2 separate regions of the Mustela erminea genome follow, and region 2 is linked to region 1. Evidence: chromatin contacts called from public Hi-C data. All regions are on one chromosome and are shown on one strand. The core of a region is the stretch at or near the end of the contact, and the rest is flanking DNA. Distances in the headings are between cores, read along the strand shown. Region 1 holds the start of XXYLT1 (xyloside xylosyltransferase 1). Region 2 holds the start of FAM43A (protein FAM43A).

Region 1 (5,519 bases), core at 2,290-4,789:
TTTCCTTCTTCCTGACTAACACTTAAAGATTAATCCTTCATATGAAATGCGCTTCCATATGCAAGGCATGATGTTGGGTGCTGGGGATACAACATTTAAGAGGAGTCAGGGTCCACGCCCTCTGTCTACCTTGTCTTGAAAGGTAGACAAATAATTCATTCATTGTATAATTACAACAGTGATAAATATTACTAAGGAAAAGGGCTTGGTGCTAAGAGAGTGTATAATGGGCACTCAGGAAAGGTTTGCCAAGGAAATGACATTTACACTGAGACCTGAGAGAGAGCTAAGGATGGGGTTCGGGGTAAGGTAATTTAAATTTTTTTTTTTTAAGATTTTATTTATTTATTTGACAGACAGAGATCACAAGTAGGCAGAGAAGTAGGCAGAGGGAGAGGAGGAAGCAGACTCCCCGCTGAGCAGAGAGCCCGATGTGGGGCTCAATCCCAGGACCCTGGGATCATGACCTGAGCCGAAGGCAGAGGCTTTAACCCACTGAGCCACCCAGGCGCCCCTAAATTTATTTTTAAATTCAAGTTAGCTAACATATAGTATAGTATTGGTTTCAGGAGTAGAATTTAGGGGTTCATTATCTCCCACGCAGAGGGAGAAGCATGTGTGAAGTGATGCCAGAAAAAGCATTCCTTTCAGGAATATTCCAAACCTGAGAGAGAATCAAATGACCAGTAACATGAAGCCAACCTTCCAGGACCATATATTTAAGGAAAAAAAGAGCACCGTTTATCACAGACAGAAAACAGATTCACAAAAATCTGACCTCGAAACTAACAAGAACGATTTTAGGCTGAAACCAACAAACTGTTTTCTGACCACAGCCATCTAACTACAAAGCCTCCAGACCCTCATCAGCCATGCCTCAATTCATGTCCCCCACAGCTGTTTCCAGGGCCTAGTGACCTATGGTTGTCCAAAGAGAGCATGGCAAAGGGAGAGAGAAGGAAACACAGGCACCATGATGATGGGAACCTGGCCCCAAGGCCAGTATTTCTGGTGCGGACTCTGTGCAAGGCATCATGGGACTGGAGATAAGACCTGACACGTTCATAGCACCAGTACACACCAGGGAGGAGGAGGAAGAGGAAGACTTGTCTTCTGATGGGGTTTCCCTGAAAGGCTCCAAAGAGGCGATGGCAAAGACAGATGACCAAGACCTAGAGATGGAAAGAGAAAGAGGGTCCCAATGGCAGCACGACACAGCAAAGGCCTGGCAGCTAGACAGCCCTGAGTACACAAGAAGCTGTGTCGAGCTAGAGAGAAAGGGCTGGGTAGAGATCTGGCCCAAGTTGCTACCTCTGACTCCATAAAGTGATAAAATGACAATGCTGGTCTTCAGGGTGGTGTTTGGAGACCCTGTCAAATCCCAACTCTGCCCAGACTGGCCCTTTGATCAAGTGCCCTTAGTTTTCTCCCTCGGCCAGCACAGCGTTTCTCAAGCATTAGAGTACTAGGGATCACCTGGGACAGGCTGCCAGGTCTCACCTTGAGATTCCAATTAGGTAAATGTGATGGGTCCCAGGCTGAAAAACCCCAGGTCAGAGAGTGGGTCAAGAACCTGGATTCTGGGTCTCCTACAGCATGAAGTCCAGGCCCGGGAGCCCTTCCCTGACTATGGTGGGTGCTCCAGACAGGTTTACTTGTTCTGGACAAGAGACAGACTTTGTGGGCTATGAGGAGAAGCAGGAATGGAAAGCTGTGGAAGGCTGGGCACAGACGGTCCCCAAGTCTAGGGACATTCCCGGGACGGTGAAAGCTAAGTAAAGAGTGGCCAAGGACCCAGGAGGAAAGGAAGGACATCCTGGGCGAGAATTCATCTTTAAAAGGCACAGTCAACACACTCAAGATCTAAGGTGCACACGGGAGGACGAAAAGCAAGGCTGGAGAGAAGGGCCAGGCCCACAACGCAGCCTTCCTGGAAGTTGGGACTTGAGCTGCCAGAGACCCCTGAACCTTGCAGGATCTGGGCAGCAGATCCCCCATCAATCACTGGACACAAACACATGGAACATTACTCTTACCTCACGACCCCTTCCCCCACTATCAGTCTCCATCCTTTAAGATCACCTCCTAGTCTTATCCAAAAATCAGACCTTGGATGCCCTCTGTGCAACTATGAGGTCAAAATGAGGCTAGCAACTTGACTGAAGCAATTAACACTAAGCCAGGAAGCCAATCTCTGACAAGCAGAGCTGGGAGATCATGGGAGATGAGGGAGAGAGGTGGGAGCAGAGTTGCCAACGAAGCAGGTTGGCCCAGCCTGGGACAAGGTGGCTAGCTCTGCTGTGCTCGCCCCAGATCGTATCTGTACCTCTTAGAGCTTCTGCTTCCTCCCTCAGAGTGACTGGTGGCTTCTCTAAATAGGTTCGTGACCCTGGAGACTAGGTAAGAAGAAGGTACAGAGAGGGGATGAGGTGGTTCACAATGTCTGGGTTTCCGCTTAGGCAGTTCTGACTTTAATACGAGAAATATCACTGCAACTTCAATTCACGCGACCTCACTAAGACCCTGGCCACAGACTTCGCATCAGATGACTACTGCCTTCAAACGACCCGTTCCAACCGCAAAAGTCAAAGACTGAGAATAAAAAGTGCAGACTGCGAAGGCAGTGCAGAATCCTGCAACGCCAGCAGAGAGGGGGCGAGCCAAATCTCGGGAGAAGAGGGACTTAACGGGTGGGGCACGGGTCAGGGTAGTGAGTCCACGCCCCGCAGCACTCCCGCACCGGCTGAGTGCTTCTGGCTCCTGGGCACGCCTCCCGAAGGCTGCCTCCAGCACACCGAGAAACACGTTTCCACGTTTCAGGCAAAGCTGGGGCAATGGGGGTTGGGGGGGACAGATGAATGTATAGGGTGGGCCATCCTCCAGGAGCCCCCGGCCGCAGCCCCGCTCACCTTGCACTTGAAGCCGGCGGCTGGCGGTAACAGTTCCCGCAGCAGAGCCTTGGCCACCTCACGGCTGGCCTCCTCGCTCACGAAGTGCAGGTTAAGCACCTCGTGCGCCTCGAACTTAGCGAGGCGCAGCAGGGAGCGGAGCGCGACTCGGGCCTTGGCCTGCAGCGCGGCGTTGTGTTCCGCCTTGGTGAACATCATCAGCAGGTGATAGTCCACCGGCCCCGGCCCGCCGCCCTCCAGGCTCTTGGCCTTGGCCCCCAGGGCCGGCGCCACGGAGCCCCGCGCCAGCTCCGGCGCGGGCGGCGAGGGCACGGCGGGGGCCCCGGCGCGGGCCTCCTTCAGCCTCTTGGTGGCGCTGGAGAAGGTCTCCCGGCCCGAGCCGAGGTAGTAGAAAGCACAGACGGCCAGCGCCGCGGCCAGCAGCAGCGCGCAGTAGTGGGAGCGCACAGCGGCCAGGCGCGCCATGGCCCGAGAACATGAGGGGCCGCCTCGCCGACCCATGCACCACCCGCCCGGAGACAGAGCAGCGGGGGAACGGCAGCGGACACCAGCACCCTGGCAGCCACTTAGTGACCCAAGCGGCGGGCAGCGGCCATGGCGGGGGCGGGGCCTCGCCGCCCGGAACCAATCCGCGGGTGCTGATGCGCGGAGAGGCGGGGCCAGGGCTGCTTGGCAGCCGCTGGGTCCTAGATTTAGCGGGATTCAAGACGGGAAGGATCGGGTGGTGGGTGAGGACTGAGACTTCGAGAAAGCCAGCGGGGCTGCAAGGAAGGTCTCTTGAAATTGGGCGTCCTAAATGCCCAGACCCAGACGCTATAAATCGAAGCTGTGCCTTGAAAGGTATAGAGGCGCCCCGACGCAGGACGTTCGTCAGCAAAAACACTAAACTGGACGCACAAAAAGGGAAAAATTTTATTTCTGAACCTTTCTCCCCGAAATGTTTGGAGGCTTGAAGTCCTCTCCCCGCCGACTCCTTTCACACCTGGGAGACTAGCTGGGGCTAGGGAGTTTAAACACGCTCCTTCCTCATTCACGGTAAATGAGAAATGCCACCTAAGGTGCAAATGGCCTGCCCAACCCACTGGCACCTGAGGCCATGTAAAGGATGTGGCCAGCAGGGGACTCGCTGCCCACGACTTGAAGATAGTTTCCAAAGTCCCAGGAAGTAACGCTGGAGACTTTTATAATACCTTAAGAGAATCTCAAGACGTGCCAAGTCGTTTTTCAAAATTTTAACTGAGGCACACTGAGGTAACTTGTTCAAGGTCACTCGGCTTTGACCTTAGACAGCTGGGACACTTGGCAACTACATAAAAACTCATTAACTTCAGTCTTCTAAGGACTGATGATAATACTACAGCATTTAAACATGTACAAATGATCTGCATTCTTGAAGGTCGCGGAGGTGAAAATGCATGGGCAAATGCACATACGAATTATCACTCAGCCGTTTACTGTGCCATGCTCTTATTGGTGGAAGTGACTGGTACCCCGAACTACAACGCATCTTTTTTTTTTTTTTTAAGATTTTTAAATTTATTTGACAGAGAAAGAGTACAAGTAGAGTGGCCGAAGGAGAGGTAGAAGCAGGCTCCCCACCGAGCAGGGAGCCCGATGCCGCTCGATTCCAGGACCCTGGGATCATGACCTGAGCCAAAGGCAGCCACTCAACCGACTTAAACACCCAGGCGCCCCACAATGCATCTCATTTTTAACTCTTGTTTTTTTCAATTGGAGTAACAGTTTTCTGAAAAAAAAAAAATTGGAACTCTAAAGTGGGCTGAGTGAAAAGATCAATACATACTAATTACCTTGTGGGGGTAGGAAGGTAACCCAGTAGCTAAATTAACTCACTCAACTGATGGGCTCTTACTTTATTTAATCCTCACAACCCTAAGAAGCAGAGGTATTATTTGCACTTTACAATTGAGGAAATTGAGGTTTAAAGCATATATTGCGCGAATTTAGCTGGCTAGTAATAGAGCCAGATCTCAACCCAAATCTTACTTCTGCCAATGCATAAGCTTTTAGCCAAGACTCACACTGAAAGCAATAATTCAAGCCCTGGGTTGTGTGTATGTTACCACAACCTTCAGCAGATATTGGTTACAAGAGCTAGTTCTCCAAGTTAATCTAACATGACTAATTATTAGACTTCAGACAGGATCCTTAATCTGAGCTTCAATAAGATCCATTTGGAAAACAGGGTTAATACTAGTACCTGAGCCTTATAGGATTATAAGACAATACATAAAAAGCAGAACTGTGCCTAACACTTAGCAAACAATACAAAATATGCTAGAAACACCAAACTCTACAAAAGGGCAAAATAGCCAACAAGTACCCAAATATGGCGACCATAGCTTTTCCAGGGTAATAACAAATACCAAACTACAAATCTCCGTTAAGACTTTATTATATGTTTTGTATTATCCCCATAGCAGTGTGCTACAGCTATATTATATTCTAATTGTTCACTAGTAAAAAATCTGGAGTTGTGGCCCTCACCTTCACATCAATAATGTGGTTTTTCCTTATGCCAGTTATTCTAGAATTTATTCAATTATTTTACTTTTCAGACCTTTACAAGATCACTACTCCTGGTATTTA
Region 2 (6,265 bases), core at 579-3,078, 450 kb before region 1:
TGCAGCTGGGAAGTAAGGCATCACACCCTGGGGCAAGACTTAGCCATGAAAAGGCCTTCCTTCCCTCAGAGACTAGGAGGGCCTGAAAAGCACCACCGGGAAACTTTCTTCTCTCCTTGTTATAATCATTAAACTCCACCCTCATCTGCATGTGTGCACGCATTTTCACGTTCTAGAATTCTGCTGTCCTCCATATCTAGAAAGCCCTTTAATTCTTTCTTGCTTGGAGAAAGCCTGCTCATTCCTCACACATCACCTTCTGCAGAGCCTGTTCTGATTTTCCTACTCAAAAAGAACTTTCTCTTCTTCCTGCTTCTCATAGTACATTGGGTCTTTCTCAGGGCACATAGCCTGCTCTGTCTTCCTGTTCACGCGCACATCTCATTCATTAATTCAGCAAGCAAGTAGTGCCTATTTGTGTACCAGGCACTAGAGGACACAGGGTGCTCTCCTAGATTTAGCGGAAGCCTGAGCTGGGTGCAGTTTGCATCCTTTGTTGGACTGGGAGCTCCTTGGACACAGGAACTGGGTCTGCTCCTAGCTCAGGGCCTGGCACCAAAAAGTACTCAGGAAAGGTATGTTGAAACTCAGCACCAATGAGTCTGAGAAAATTGGGTTAGAATTTAAAGAAAGGTTATTTAAATTTAAAAGAAAGGCTAAAAGTTGGCAAAGGTAGGGCTCCAGAGAATTTCCAGGAGGGGCTGCAGGGGTTCTGAAATCAGTGGTTTTGGCATGGAAGCCAAAGATATCCAAGATCCTCAGGGGATGAGGCTGCTGGGGAAAGGGGTTCCATTGTCCTCTTCTGGGACAAACTTGGCAGTTTGATGTAAGATCATCTGGACATTTATCCCACACTCAGAGTTGAAGTCTTTTTGCTTTCACTGAGCAGATCACCGAGGCAAGCTTGTTGTTTGAGGATCCCAGAAATGAGTTACCAGCCAAGGGTCATGCTGGTCAGAGGACTGAGGCTATGCTGTTCAGGCAGCCCAGGAGAAAAGGATAATAATGTGATCGTCATTCCTAGTGGATGGTGGCTGAGTATTATTAGTGAAATAAAAAATGTCATTTGGATTTTCACTAGGAATTCTCACCCAAAATGTGTCAATGATGTAATAAAACGGAATGACTGGCCTGCGAAAACAAAATGGGTTCTAACCACACATAAGAATTACTTAGGAATGGTATAGGTCTCTGAAAACTAGTCTTCTCTGAGGCCTGAGAGCAGGAAGGGCCGCTGCTAGGGATTAAGGACAGAAACACTTTATTTATGGACTCTGTACAATATTGTTCACCCCCATCAGGACATCTCACTTCTCACTATCTGCTTGTCTGTGGAGAAAGGGCTCCAAGACCCTAAAAGATAAGTCTCGCTGTTTTCCTTGCTTCCTTTAATGAAAAATAAATTGTGAAAAACTACATTATTAAACAACACCAGTCATTCTCAGAGAGCTGTCACACAAGGAAAGAACCACTCTTTCCCCAACCTCTTTACATAGTAAATTAGTCTAAATCCCATCTTCCACCACTTCCCCCAGAAGTTTCGATGTAGACACACATTTATTTAGTGAGTTGCAATTCAGCCGGAGGGTGGAGTGTCAGAATTCAAGTCGCCTTTCCCGAGGGGGTAACCCCGGGTCTTGGCGATACCTGTAGATAAATGAGATGCTGGTAAATTTGAGAGGTAATTGCGGGATTGGACCGGTTTCCCCTTTCCTTCGACGAATGACTGCAACTAGGTCCCTTTAAGAGACCAGGAACTCGCCGGGCGTCCGGGCCCGAAACGCATCCTCTTCTGTGCTCCTCCCCTGTCCCCGCGCGGCGAATGGTTCGCGCCGGCCTATATTTACCCGAGATCTTGCTCCGGGACCGCAAGGATGTGAGGCTGGCGAGCCGGCTACCGCTTGCAGCACCGGAGGGGCGCGCCGCAAGGGCGGGCAGCAGACCTTGGGGACCTCGGGAGCGGAGTCGGACCCCCCCCCCCGGAGGGAAGAAATGAGGTAGCGACCGTCCCCGGAGCCGACCATGCGCGCGCCCCGCCCTCGGCGCCCCACGCTGCCCTGGCGGAGCCAGCCGGGACAGTGAGCCCGCCGAGTCCGAGTCCCTGCGTCGGGCCGGAGCGAAGATGCAGTGAGCCACCGCCGGAGTGCTGCGCCGGGCCCGCCGCGGCCAACCGGGGCAGCATCTGACCGCACTCGGGGCAAGCCGCACATTCTGGGATCAACCCCGCCGAGGGGCTCTCGGTTTCCAGCACCCCCTAGGGGAGGGAACCCGGACCCCTGGGCACACTCGCTATCGAGTTTCCGCTCTTTCTAGTTCCAGCCTTGGGGAGTGTGTGTGTGTGTGTGTGTGTGTGTGAGAGAGAGAGAGAGAGAGAGAGAGAGAGAGAGCGCGAGCGAGCGCGGGGGCCCTTTCCAGGTTCACCGAAGAGTTCCTGCATATTCTCGCCCCGTCCCGGCTGCTTTGGCTGGGGCTCCCTCTGCGCGCGCGCATCTCTTATTAACGTTCCACTCTGATTTCGTCTTTCTCTCAATTTGCTTGCCTAAGACTCTTTGCCCTCGTCCTTGCCCTGGCTGGGGTAAATCTGTGCACGCTCCTCCCCGGCCCCCCGCCCCCAACTCGCAGCTGATTATTTTCTTCTCTTTTAAAATTTTAACCCGTACCCACTTCGGCGGGGTCCCTGAGGACGATACTCCCTAAGCCCCTCTCTACCAGTGGGCCACTCCCAGCTTAGTTTTATTTTTCTGTCTTGCCCGGGCCGAGCCCGGCCAGGGCGGGTGGCTCAACGGGGCTCGTACCCGGCGCTCCGCCGCCGCCGCCCATCTGCGCGGGGGCGCCCTCCGGAGATGCTGCCGTGGAAGAAACACAAGTTCGAGCTGCTGGCCGAGGCGCCGCCACGGCAGGCGTCCAAGCCTAAGGGCTACGCGGTGAGCCTGCACTACTCGGCGCTCAGTTCGCTGGCGCGGGCGTGCCCCGAAGGCGCGCTCAGCCGGGTGGGCAGCATGTTCCGCTCCAAGCGCAAGAAGCTGCACATCACCAGCGAGGACCCCACTTACACTGTGCTCTACCTGGGCAATGCCACCACCATCCAGGCGCGCGGCGACGGCTGCACTGACCTAGCGGTGGGCAAGATCTGGAGCAAGAGCGAGGCTGGTCGTCAGGGCACTAAGATGAAGCTGACTGTGAGCGCGCAGGGTATCCGCATGGTGCATGCTGAGGAGCGCGCGCTGCGCCGCCCGGGCCACCTTTACCTACTGCACCGCGTTACCTATTGCGTGGCAGACGCGCGGCTGCCCAAGGTCTTCGCCTGGGTATACCGGCACGAGCTCAAGCACAAGGCGGTAATGCTGCGCTGCCACGCGGTGCTGGTGTCCAAGCCCGAGAAGGCTCAGGCTATGGCCCTGCTGCTGTACCAGACGTCGGCCAACGCGCTGGCGGAATTTAAACGGCTCAAGCGGAGGGACGATGCGCGTCACCAGCAGCAGGAGCTGGTGGGCGCGCACACCATCCCGCTAGTGCCTCTGCGCAAGCTGCTCCTGCACGGACCCTGCTGCTATAAGCCACCGGTGGAACGCAGCCGCAGCGCGCCTAAGCTGGGCTCCATCACCGAGGACTTGCTCGGTGAACAGCAGGAGCAGGAGCTGCAGGAGGAAGAGGAAGAGGAGCGCACGGAGAGCTGCCTGGAGGAGGAGGAGGAGGAGGAGGAGGTGGACCGTGCTGAGGAGGGGGACGCGGCAGCGGAAGAGGCCGAGGCGCAGCGAGCGCTGGTGGTGGCCATGCACTTGGAATGCGGGGACTTGCTGGACACACTGGAAAGTGGCCGCGAGGAGGCACTAGGGGGTGGCGGGGTCTCCCTGGGCCCTGGGGCTGGGCCGCCGCCTCTGCTGCTGGGCAGCGCCTCGGACATGAAGGCCGAGCTGTCTCAGCTTATTAACGACCTGGGAGAACTCAGCTTCGGCAACGACGTGCGCAGCCTGCAGGCCGACTTGCGGGTGACGCGCCTGTTGTCCGGCGAGAGTACCGGCAGCGAGAGCTCCATCGAAGGCGGGGGCCCGGACGCCACCTCCCCTGCTACCGCAGCCGACCGGTCGGGCCCTAACGACGGCGCCAACCCAGAGGAGCCCCACTCGGGTTGAGATCTCAGCAGCCCCCTGTGAGCACCCCTCGCGCCCCCGTGACTCCCCACCTGTCTTTTGGACAACACACATCTCCTCCGTCCCCCGCCCGCCCCCAGGAAAGGGGAAATGGGACACTTGAGGCCCAGAGTTACCCTGGCCCTCTCCTTCAGCACACTTGGCTCTGTTTGAAGCGGGGCTCAGGTTGCGTGTGGAGATGTGCTAGGGGTCAGACTGCACGGAGGGAGAGACAGGGCTGGGGGCGTGAGGGTGGAGGGCAGGCAGACGGTGAGAAAAGGGCCCGCTGGTTAGCAAGGGATGCCTGCCAGCTGGCCAGTTTCCTGTTTGTGGGGCAGCTGGGGCCTGAGGAAGAGGGGTTAATTTCCTCCCCTGACCGGACCCAGTAACAGGGAGCGGCCTAGCGCTGTCATTGACATGTCATTAAAAAACATTTTTTTTTCTCTCTCTCGCAACGTTTTAGGCTGTAATGCCACCTCCTTGCCCCCAGTCTTTTTGGTGCGAGAGCTTGGGTTGTTTACCTCAGACTCAGACCCTTGAAATTCTGCCAAATTCCTCAAATAATTGTTTGGGGATGGAGGTGGGGGGAAATGGAAGAAAGTTGCATTTTGTTTACAGTTAAAGACGTCTAATATCTTTAAAACAACAAAAAGAGTTTTCCTTTAAAAACACACCTTCCTTCTGCTCAAAAGATCTCCCTCCATGATCCTGTGTAAAATATTTTGCACTGTTGTGAAGTATTTTTGACATTTTTTTTTGTACATAACTGTGTTCCCAGAGCTAAATGTTTATATCTTTTGCTGTGCAAAAGGGACATGTAAAATGTTGTTCAGCTGTATATACAGAAATGGGTATAAAACATTTTGTTATTTTTTAAGAGTAGCACTGCTCTGGTTGTGTTTGCACGCCAGTGGGGAGAGAATAAAGAGGACAATGTCACAGAACAGGTGAGCGTCTGGAAGTGCTGCTGAAAATTCTGGGGGGCCACAGGTCTGGAAGAGGGCCTGGCCATTGGTGCCATGGCGCGGTAGGACAGGGTTTGGCCTTCACGGTGCTTGGAGGTGATTCCAGAACCCGCTGTTTGCGTAGTCCAGGGCCTCTGTCGCTCTCCAGCAGGGTGGGCGCTGCGGCTGGGGCCAGCCCTTGCTTTCTCTTTGAGCCTATCCTCCCATATTCTTTATGCAGTAAACTGTGGCGGTGTGGACTTTCTGGTCTCTTGGAGTTAATTCTTGGAGGTACAGGGTGAGTTCTGTTCCTCACTCCCAGACTTGTGAGGTAATTTAGGAAGGAGTGACTTTCAAGGTTTTCTGAGGTTTTACCACCTTCTTCTGTGGGTCACCTTTTCCCTTACAAACAGCTCAAGGGGCTTTAAAGATCAACCGGAGACCTCAAGAAAGTGTCCTTGGGGCTCTGTGAGGAGTGGGGCCATCTCTGTTTTTCCTGGAGGAAAATCAAGAGAGAGGAAGGTTGGTAAGTTCTGATCATGGCGCGAATGAGTCATGGCGCAGGTGGGGCCGGTGGGGAGGCCGGCGGAAGAACCTATTTCCTTCCCTTCTACAACCCAGCGTGACCCAGTGGGGGAATAGTGTGGAGGTCAAGGCAGACAAGAACTGGTAGAGCTTGGTGTGTGTGTGTGTGTGTGTGTGTGTGTGCGTGTGCAGGCTTTCTGTGAGCTTGTTTCTGTTGTAAACTCCAAACAGATGTCTCTGGTTTGGCTATACCCGATCAGCCGGAAGTTGTAATGAGACACTGCCAAAACTGTGCCTTCCTCAAATTATTTTCTTCCCGTTGCCCCTTTGGGCTCCATTTCCTGTGTTGCAGAAATGATCCCGCTTCTGGCCTTCCATGCTGTCCTGAGGCCGTTCTGTTTTGTTTTCGTCGTAATTATGTTTTGGACAGCTAGACCCACAGATCCTGAGGAGTCTGGAATTTGTTAGAACCATAGAGGGATGGTGAAAGATTGTCTTCCTAATTAACAGAGTTGGTTTGGGCACAAGATTAACTTGAGAAACGTGGGGCGCTTGGGTGTCTCAGTTGGTTAAGCGACTGCCTTCGGCTCAGGTCAGGATCCTGGAGTCTGGATCGAGTCCAGTATCCGGCTCCCAGCTCCACCGAGAGTTGGCTTCTCCCTCTGA

Evidence for each region. A called contact is a pair of places that touch in the nucleus more often than the background predicts.
Region 2: a contact with region 1 is called in a Hi-C map of fibroblasts, with 9 times the contacts expected there. The contact joins the promoter of FAM43A here to the promoter of XXYLT1 in region 1. A contact is called at or near these places in 3 of 3 Hi-C or Micro-C datasets (fibroblasts, skeletal muscle and spleen).

Annotation. Positions count from the first base shown.
Region 1 is chr1:104,318,436-104,323,954 of mMusErm1.Pri, reverse strand. XXYLT1 (xyloside xylosyltransferase 1) reads right to left here and starts at 3,539. Exons shown (of 4, transcript XM_032337352.1): 1 at 2,910-3,539. The coding sequence starts at 3,410.
Region 2 is chr1:104,769,140-104,775,404 of mMusErm1.Pri, reverse strand. FAM43A (protein FAM43A) reads left to right here and starts at 1,828. Exons shown (of 1, transcript XM_032337383.1): 1 at 1,828-5,334. The coding sequence starts at 2,844. The coding sequence ends at 4,133.